3 separate regions of the Mus musculus genome follow, and all the other regions are linked to region 2. A link is a contact called in public Hi-C and capture Hi-C data. All regions are on one chromosome and are shown on one strand. Each heading gives the region's core, a stretch centred on a gene start, on an enhancer-like site or on the middle of the called end of the contact. The rest is flanking DNA. Distances are from core to core; before and after follow the strand shown.

Region 1 (3,079 bases), core at 29-2,528, 270 kb before region 2:
AAGAGGAGGCTGTTGGGTGTTGGGTGTTCATGGAACAAGTAAGCCCTTTGGGCAGCACAGGATGCACCCACCTTTTCAGCTATCAGGAAGTCAGAGCGGAGGGCCTCTCGGGTACAGACGGCACCAAGCAGGAAGGCAAAGATGATGTAGAGAAACCACCTGCAAAATCCAAGAGAAAGAGCTGCCATATTGTCCAGCCCCAATCCCACCAAGCCTCAGTTTTCTATGGGAACCTGAGTCATGAAAGAAGGCCAGCCATGGAGCCATGGAGAAGCCTGGGAAGGTGCATTTTGTACTCTTTCTACTCTATAGTGTATTTCTTGGCCAAAAGAAACCAAGGTAGCAGTGGTTTTAATCTTATATTAAGAAAGGGTATTGAAGTGGGGAAATGGGAAGCCCAGCTTCCCGGACTTGGCCAGGGTTGACCTGCTGTCCTGCAGTCCATCTATCTTCCTCCAGTAGAAGAATTACCCAGTCATGTGTTGGACCTCTCCGGTCTCTAGACCACAGGCAACAGTGTACTTAAGTGCTTTTGTTAACTTGGCACAAGCTAGGATCACCTGAAAAGAAGGAACCTCAACTGAGAAAATGTCTCTGTAAGATTGGCCTGTGACCCGTAGGTGAGTATAGCCGGCATTTTCTTGATTAAGGATTGATAGCGGAGGGTACAGCCCACTGTGGGTGGTACCATCCCTAGGCAGATGGTCTGTAAGAAAGCAAGCTGAGCAAGCCAGTAAGCAGCATTCCTTCATCTATCATCTCTGCTTTCCGCTCCTGCCTCCAGTCTGACTTTCCGCCATGATGAATGTATACTGAGATTAACTGTTTCCTCCCCAAGGTCCAGCAACAGAAAGCAAATGAAGACACAGAGGGGAGAATTAACAGGTGAAGCTGTAGAGTGGCTCTGCCATCAAGCTGTTCTGGGTGGCTGACTAAGTCACATGACCCTGAGATCTGCCCATTCCCGGCTGGGCCATGACACACAAGGCTCCTCTGACTTCCAGCTCTGTGTAAAGCAGGACAGGTGCTCATGTGGAACCTCCTCTCTCCCCCTCTCTCATGCTCAGCTCTTCCTGATCGTTTTATGCTCTTCACAATGTCCTTGCCTCTTTTATACACACGGCCTGGTGCCCTGTGCCTGGCTGGCAGCAAGGGACTTGTGTCAGTAAGCATTCACAGGCAGATATTTTAACATTTTCAAGTGCTGTCATTAAAATAGCACAGGCACTGCCAGCTCCTCGTGGCAGGGTTCTTTCTGCCTATGACCTCACTGCATTTCCGCACCTATTCAGTGAAGGCAGAGAGGTGCCCTCCTGCCTACTACACAGGGGAAATAACAGAAGACTCTAGAAGGAAAAAAAACAAAAAACAAAAAACCCAGACTCAAGGTCTTGTTAGTCAGGTGACAGCAGCGTGATAGGAACTAAAACCCCAGAAACCAGCAACTGAGGGAGGGGGAGCCCCATCTCTGAGCTTCTGCTACTTGCATCATGTAGCATCTCCCTCCATTCATTCGGTACACATATGACATGTAGACATCCCCATCCTCTCTCTCTCTCTCTCTCTCTCTCTCTCTCTCTCTCTCTCTCTCTCTCTCCCTCTCTCTCCCCTCCCTCCCTCCCTCTCTCCTTTCATAGAAGCTCAGAAGGCTGACAAATGGAATGCCGATGCTAGTCTATGAGATTACCCAATGCTTCATCCCCATGTTCCCACCATGACCCTGGGAACTCTGAATTAAAAAAAAAAAAAATCCCCAAGTTCAAAAGAAGGTGGAGAAGAGGCAGGGTGGTTGGGGGTGGGGCAAGGAAGGATTATTTTGCATTCATGATCCCCCTCCTCCCACAGCATTCTCAGGCAGGACTGTGAAAGGGCAGCATCAGAACCCACCAGACGTGAATTTTCCAGCCCACCGAGTGTAAAAAGGAGGATTGGAATACGAAATAGGTTGGTCACAGCCAGGGCATTCTCAGAACAAAAGGGGCAGCCCCCTCTTCTGCCTGGGTTTTCTCTCCCATTCTCCAGCTCAGACCAATCTAAGAGGGGAACTTACGAGACGCCAACAGCTGCTAGGGAGCCTAAGGGGACACTGTCAGCAGGGTCTCTCAGGTCTCCTCCCATGTTGAAGCCAGCCATGACTCCTGAAAGACACCCAGACAAGAGATGAAGTGAGGCAGGGTACTCTGTCAATCAAAGAGCTCTCCCCAGGGTGGTCCCTTCTTCTCCTCCAGGCTCTTTCCTAGAAGCTGTCATTTGAAGGACTGCAGGCTGGCCGCCTGTCTATCTCCCTAGGCAACTGGGGAGGCATCTACAGGGATGTGAAAGGGACCTTTGTGGATTGTGCGCTGAGGAGGAAACCCCTCCCTGCTACAAAAGCATCTTATCACTCCATGAAAGTGTTAAGGATGAGGGAGGTGTGATCAGAGCCACACAAAGGTCCTGATGGGGCATTCTGAGCTCTGCCTGCTTGCTTAGCTGGGACAGTGCCCAAGTGGCTCAGCGGGAATCAAAGGGCCTGCAGAGTTCTTCAGCAACTAATTCACAGAGGGTTCAAGCACTTCTGGGGTTAGGTATCATCCAGCAGCCAGGACCAGGTGCCATGTTCAGAGCTACAAATGACAAAAATCTGAGGTGAACACTCTGGCAAATCTTTTCCGTATTACCTCAAGTCCCAAGAACCCCAGTGGAAGCATTGGAAAGGTAAAGGCACTTGGATCTCTGTGAGTCTGAAGCCAGCCTAGTCTACACGGCAAGTTCCAGGACAGCCAAAGAGTCAGAGTGAAAGGAAGCCTGCCTCAAGAAACTACCCATCCCCTACCCTCCCAAAAGATAATGAAAATTAATTCATCCATCCTGGTGAGGGACCAATAGCATGGCTGAGGAGAAGGGAGATGCTTTCTCTCTAGACACACTCAATAGAACAAAGTGTTCTGAAGTAGAGTAAGAGTCTAGCCCATAAGTATGCTCAATCAACTCGGTGTGATGGAGAACGTGGCCATGAAACTCTGACACAGCAGGGACACATGGTTTCATGTGGAGCATCATAGTGGTTTGAATAAAAATGACCCTCACAGGCCTCCAT
Region 2 (2,755 bases), core at 107-2,606:
CAGAATATAAATAAATATGCTGTCCCTCCCTCAACAGAGCGAGGGACCTGAAAGCCAAACAGACACTGTGGACACAGAGTTGCCCTCAATAAATATTTGTTAAACAAGCACATGCATGAATGAATGAACAAACACATCTTGCTTCCTGTGACTCTGGACAGGCCCACATGCTCAGCACATTTAAATTCCTCCTCAAACACCATTGTTCCTCTGGGCCGATGCTCATCTCACAGAGTCTGTTTGCAAGCCTGCCTCCTTCTCTCAAAGGTGAACCTGGTATTACTGAGATAATATGGATTTTAGCAGGCAGTATTTAGGCCGCGTGTTGGAGCTATTAGAGATTGGAAGGATCCACTTGGGCCAGATGCCAGCTTCGTATGTTTAAAACCCTGGTATAGGTTAGGACTGTAGGTAGGTGGGAAGGTGCTTATGAAGGGCACAGGTTCAAGTCCCAACATAAGGGGTACAGATTTAAATAATAGGTTGAGCTTGCTGTGGTATTTTCCCCCTCCAAAAGGTGACTGGCCCTTGATGGAAGTCCTCTATGGCGGTTTCTTTTGTTGTGTTTGTGTGATTTTAATTTTTGTTGTTTTTGTTTTTCTAGACATGGGTTCTCTGTGGAATAGCCCTAGCTGTCCTGGACTTGCTTTGTAGACCTGGCTGGACTCAAACCAGCCTGCTTCTGCCTCCTGAGTGCTGGGATTAAAGGCATGCGCCACCACACCAGGCAAGATTTAAAATTTGTACTGTTATATCTACTTTGTATTTTGCATGTGCGCTTGTGGGCAAGAACTGGTGAATGTCATGTGTATAGAGGTCAGAGGCCAACTTGCAGGAACCGGTTCTTGCCTTCTAGCTGTGGGTTCTGGGGGTAGGGGTTGAACTCAGGTCATCAGACTTGAGGGTGGCGTTTGTGGGCTGAGCCCTCCCACAGACCCTGCTTCCGTCTGATTTTGAGACAGTGTTTCATGACCTCGGCACACTCAGGTAGCTCAGAAACAAACAATCAAACCAAACCAAAACAACGTCCCCCGGCACCACTTTTGCCTTCGGTTCACCTACCTTTCTTGTCTGCGCTTTTTAAATTTAGGAGAGTATTTCCAGGAGACAGTGATCCTGGAGGGAAATTAGAACAAACGCTTCCTGATCGATTACGAGTCACTCGCAAAACCAGGAAATCTCGTATTATAGAGTCATTGTAGATGGTGACGTGTTAGAGATCAAATATAAACAAACAAAAGATGGACTTGGTAGTTGTTGCTTAATGGGCTCAGGGGCGCCCTCCTGTGGGCCAGTCCCTACCCCGGGCCTCCAGAGACTGCGGCCCTCCCCTGAGCTTCCATCTGGAGCCTGGTCTGTTGAATGAAAGGTATGCACATCCTCACCGTAGAGGGAGAGTCGCCAGGTTCAGCTTTCAAACTGCAGAAATGAAGAGCAAGCCAAATGATGACATCACCGTTGGTTTGCGAGGCTGCCTGCCTCCTGGTGGAGGGCACAGAAGCTTCACTTTTGTCCTTGCTGTGGGACTGGCACTGACTGGCCACTTCTGGCTGAAGGTCAGAGCTGAAGCAGACCCACTACCCTTGGAAATCCCTGTCTTGTTTCTGTCCAGACCAAACCTCCTCCTCTTCTTTGTTTCTTTTTGTTGTGTTTTTGTTTTTTTTTTTTCAAGGCAGAGTCTCATGTGGCCCAGGCTGGTCCAGAACTTGCTTTGTAGCTTTGAACTCCCTGATCATTCTGGCTCCACCTACCAAGTGCTGGGGGTTTCAGGTGTCCGACACCATGCCGTGTAGACAGGACACTCTCTAGGCCAGTAGTTCTCAGCCTTCCTAATGCTGTGACCCTTGCATACAGTTCCTCATGTTGTAGTGACCCCCCAACCATAAAATTATTTCATTGCTACTTTGTAATTTGGCTAATTATAAATCACAGTATAAATATCTGATAGGCAACCCCCATGAAGGTCACAACCCACAGGTTGAGAACCACTGCTCTAGAGCATTCTTTAGAGCCCTGTCTCTCTGGGGCAAGACAAGAACAAGGGAGTGAGGGAGCTAAGAGAACCACCGCTTACATTTGTGGGGGGCACCGCCTTAGCCCATAGCCTGCTTCCCAGTGTTCCAGGCAGGGGGATCAGGAGACCAAAGCCAACACCCACTATTGCTCTTAGTCCCTGCCTGCCTTCTAGAATATTCTACCAGCTTCTGGCTAGGGACCAGCTAGTGATTCTATATCATTTCTAGTTTGACATCGAAACCTCTGAGTTTTCAGCCAACATCACAGCAAGGCCAGTCTCCTCCATCCCTCCCTCCCTCCCTTCCTTCCCCACACCCTTTCTTCCTCTCCCCGTCCCCCTCCCCCCCATCTCCCTTCCTCCTGTCGCCTTCCTCATTTTTTATCCTCCAGAGACTATACCTGAATAGACCACACACATTTTCATGATATTTCCTAACGAAAACTAAAGGAGTAAATTGCAAACCTGCATTCATAACTATTTCTGGGTGCTACAAATTGGTGCTAGCCCTTAGCTGTTTTTCTCTGACCACATAGTTTTCCTATCCTTGAGTGAGACCGTCTCAGTCTGCCTCAGCGCATGCCATTGTCCCAGGACTGACCCAGCCTGGGATTGGCGTCCTTTCTAATTACAGAGAAGCACACACACACCCTCCCCCGCCAGGTCCGGTGCATCTGATATTTCATACCCAGTGTTTGGTTCTGGGTGTCAGATTTTAAGATGCACACTGACAGATTGGAG
Region 3 (2,949 bases), core at 213-2,712, 310 kb before region 2:
AGATGGAGGGGGTCAGAAGAGGGGAGCTGGGCACCTGGTGTTTGGGTCCTGGTGTGACCACTGGAACTGATGGTCCAGGCTGGCTTTTGTCTACAACAGGATAGTTTTTGCTGCCATCTGACTTCTGGTAATTGAAGCTAGCTTAGCCTGGTCTCTGATACAGCCCAGAAGCTGACAACAGGATCTGAGCACTAATACATACATATTCCAACCCCTTCATCATGGGCTTCAGGGACACTGGAGCTTCTCAGGGTTGAATGTTTTATTTAGCGCTGCATTCTCAATTTACATGATTTCAGATGTGCTCATGGTATTGAACCATGAAAATACATATAGATGGTTTAACATTGTGCTCTACTCACCAAGAGTACCATGCCCTGCGAGCCAAACAACTGAGAACACCGGACTCTGCTGTGTGACTGTGCCTTATTTTGACACTGAACTTCCATAGCTGGTTGCTCAGGAAATGTGTCAACTTCAACGCTTTACTTTCCAGTATCAACTCCTTCTTCAGTCGAAGTACCTTGCATGTACCAGCTCCTCTCTCAGAGCTTCGTCATCTATGCCCTGGTCCTGTCTCACTCACTTGTTTTCTCCTCCTTCTGGGCTGCTTCTGATGGGTAGGAGGTGTCTGGAATCCTGCTGGAATTCTCTTCTCATAGATCCCTTAGCTGCTTGCCTATCATCCACTCTTCAGGTCATAGACCATATCACTGCCTCACAAAAGTTCAACCCTACCACACAAACCTAATTCTTCATACCAGTTGTGTTTCCTTCGTACTATGTCCTTTCTTTCACAGAATTTACTATCACATGCATCTGCATTCTTACATACGTATTATACGTTTCTATGCCCTTGGTGTACATGCATCCATATTGATCTTGAAGCTTGGACTTATAGCTGGCAGTCATTATGCATTTCAGTGCAAGCCTGCTGCTTTTTACTCTGGGCCCTGGGCCCTTTAGAACTAGTCCCTCTGTACATCTGTACTAGTGGAATCTGTAATCACAGCACTAAAGAAGCTAAGGCACAAGGATCATGAATTCTAGGCCAGTCTGGGCTACCCAAAGAGACAATGTCTTAAAATAAAAAAAATAAAATAAAATAAAAAACTAAACTGAAGCAGAGGTATCCTCAATGAAGCATATCAGATTAATCACATTGCTTCACACCCAGACTAATATGGTTGAACATGACAGGTCCCCCACAAGCTCTTGTACTGGGGGCTCACTTGCCTGCTGATGGATTTTCAGGGAAAGCAATTGGATCATGAGAGCCATGATGTTGTAGGTGGATTAACCATTGATGGTTTCATAACTTGATAACATTTGTAGGAGGTGAGAGAACCACTAGAAGAGTATCTTGGTTGGAAGAAGAAGGTGACTCTGATGGGGGTGTGCCTCTGAGGGTGTATGTTGTTCCCTGTCCCTTCTTGCCTTTCTCTCACTGCTCACTATCCTTATGAGGTGAGTAGCCTGATCTACATGCACCTACCACTGTGACATTCTGCAACACCACGGGCTCAGAAGGAGCCCAACAATGATAGCGAAAGCCACTTTAGTGACACCACTAAAAAGTAAAGCAACTGAGCCTTCTCTTTAACTCACTGTCCTTGGGGATTTGTTAACAGTAACAGAAAGTCTGACACTTTGCCCTTTACTGTTGTAGCTTTTACCATCTTCCTGGTTATCTATCTCTTGCCCTTCTCTGAGTAAGGAGGCAAGCTTCTAGACTTTCCTGTCAGGGATCATCAGGGTTAGGTTAATTAACATAGGAAGACCCACCCTAAAAGAGAATGGTGGCATTCTTTGAGTTTGAATGCTAGACCAAATGGAACCTCATAAAATTGCAAAGCTTCTGTAAAGCAAAGGACACTGTCAATAGGACAAGAAAAAAAAAGGCAACCAACATATTAGGAAAAGATCTTTACCAATCCTACATTTGATAGAAGGCTAATCTCCAATATATAAAAAGAACTCAAAAAGTTAGACTCCAGAGAATCAAATAACCCTATTAAATAATGGGGTAGAGAGCTAAAACAAAGAATTCTCAACTGAGGAATATCGAATGGCTGAGAAGCACCTAAAGAAATGTTCAACACCTTTAGTCATCAGGGAAATGTAAATCAAAACAACTCTGAGATTCCACCTCACACCAGTCAGAATGGCTAAGATCAAAAACTCAGGTGAGAGCAGATGCTGGCAAAGATGTGGAGAAAGAGGAACACTTCTCCATTGTTGGTGGGATTGCAAACAAGCTGGTACAACCACTCTGGAAATCAGTCTCGAGTTTCCTCAGAAAATTGGACACAGTACTACCTGAAGACCCAGCTATACCACTCCTGGGCATATACCCAGAAGATGCTCCAATATATAACAAGGACATATGTTCCACTACGTTCGTAGCAACCTTATTTATAATAGCCAGAAGCTGAAAAGAGCCCAGATGTCCTTCAACAGAGGAATGGATACAGAAAATGTGGTGCATTTATACAATGGAGAACTGCTCAGCTATTAAAAACAATGACTTCATGAAATTCTTAGGCAAATGGATGGAACTAGAAAATATCATCCTGAGTGAGGTAACCCAATCACAAAAAGCCACACATGGTATGCACTCACTGATAAGTAGATATTAGCCCAAAAGCTTGGAATACCTAAGATACAATTTACAGACCACATGAAGCTCAAGATGAAGGAAGACAGAAGTGTGTATACTTCAGTGCTTCTTTAGAAGGGTGAACAAAATACTCACAAGAGGAAATATGGAGACAACGTGTAGAACAGATACTGAAGGAAAGGCCATCTAGAGACTGCCCCACCTGGGAATCCATCCCATATATAGTCACCAAACCCAGACACTACTGCAGATGCCAAGACGTGCTTGCTGACAGGAGCCTGATATAGCTGTCTCCTGAGAGGCTCTGCCAGAGCCTGACAAATACAGAG

What was found. A called contact is a pair of places that touch in the nucleus more often than the background predicts. Capture Hi-C pulls out chosen DNA fragments and counts their contacts.
Region 1: a Hi-C map of regulatory T cells shows a contact between it and region 2, with 1.9 times the contacts expected there. The contact joins two enhancer-like sites. A contact is called at or near these places in 4 of 484 Hi-C or Micro-C datasets (CD8 T cells, cardiomyocytes, nephron progenitors and 1 more), 2 of 115 datasets of contacts at active chromatin or transcription factors (pancreatic cancer cells and thymic regulatory T cells) and 1 of 9 other capture datasets (embryonic stem cells).
Region 3: a contact with region 2 is called in a capture Hi-C map of embryonic stem cells, with 3 times the contacts expected there. The contact joins two enhancer-like sites. A contact is called at or near these places in 1 of 484 Hi-C or Micro-C datasets (nephron progenitors), 1 of 115 datasets of contacts at active chromatin or transcription factors (embryonic stem cells) and 1 of 9 other capture datasets (embryonic stem cells).

The regions. Positions count from the first base shown.
Region 1 is chr16:33,605,225-33,608,303 of GRCm38.p6, reverse strand. Slc12a8 (solute carrier family 12 (potassium/chloride transporters), member 8) reads right to left here. Exons shown (of 13, transcript NM_134251.3): 6 at 2,051-2,138; 7 at 72-159. Among named protein-coding and RNA genes, the nearest start is that of Heg1, 78 kb to the left of the region's middle. Within about 2 kb of position 1,278, at least 69 of the 459 cell types and tissues checked have an H3K27ac peak or open chromatin away from gene starts, as enhancers often do. A contact at or near this core is called in CD8 T cells and regulatory T cells, where this site is marked.
Region 2 is chr16:33,336,027-33,338,781 of GRCm38.p6, reverse strand. No RefSeq gene overlaps it. Among named protein-coding and RNA genes, the nearest start is that of 1700007L15Rik, 43 kb to the left of the region's middle. Within about 2 kb of position 1,356, at least 90 of the 459 cell types and tissues checked have an H3K27ac peak or open chromatin away from gene starts, as enhancers often do. A contact at or near this core is called in CD8 T cells, embryonic stem cells and regulatory T cells, where this site is marked.
Region 3 is chr16:33,643,319-33,646,267 of GRCm38.p6, reverse strand. All of the region lies in intron 9 of Slc12a8 (solute carrier family 12 (potassium/chloride transporters), member 8), which reads right to left. Among named protein-coding and RNA genes, the nearest start is that of Heg1, 40 kb to the left of the region's middle. Within about 2 kb of position 1,462, at least 2 of the 459 cell types and tissues checked have an H3K27ac peak or open chromatin away from gene starts, as enhancers often do. A contact at or near this core is called in embryonic stem cells, where this site is marked.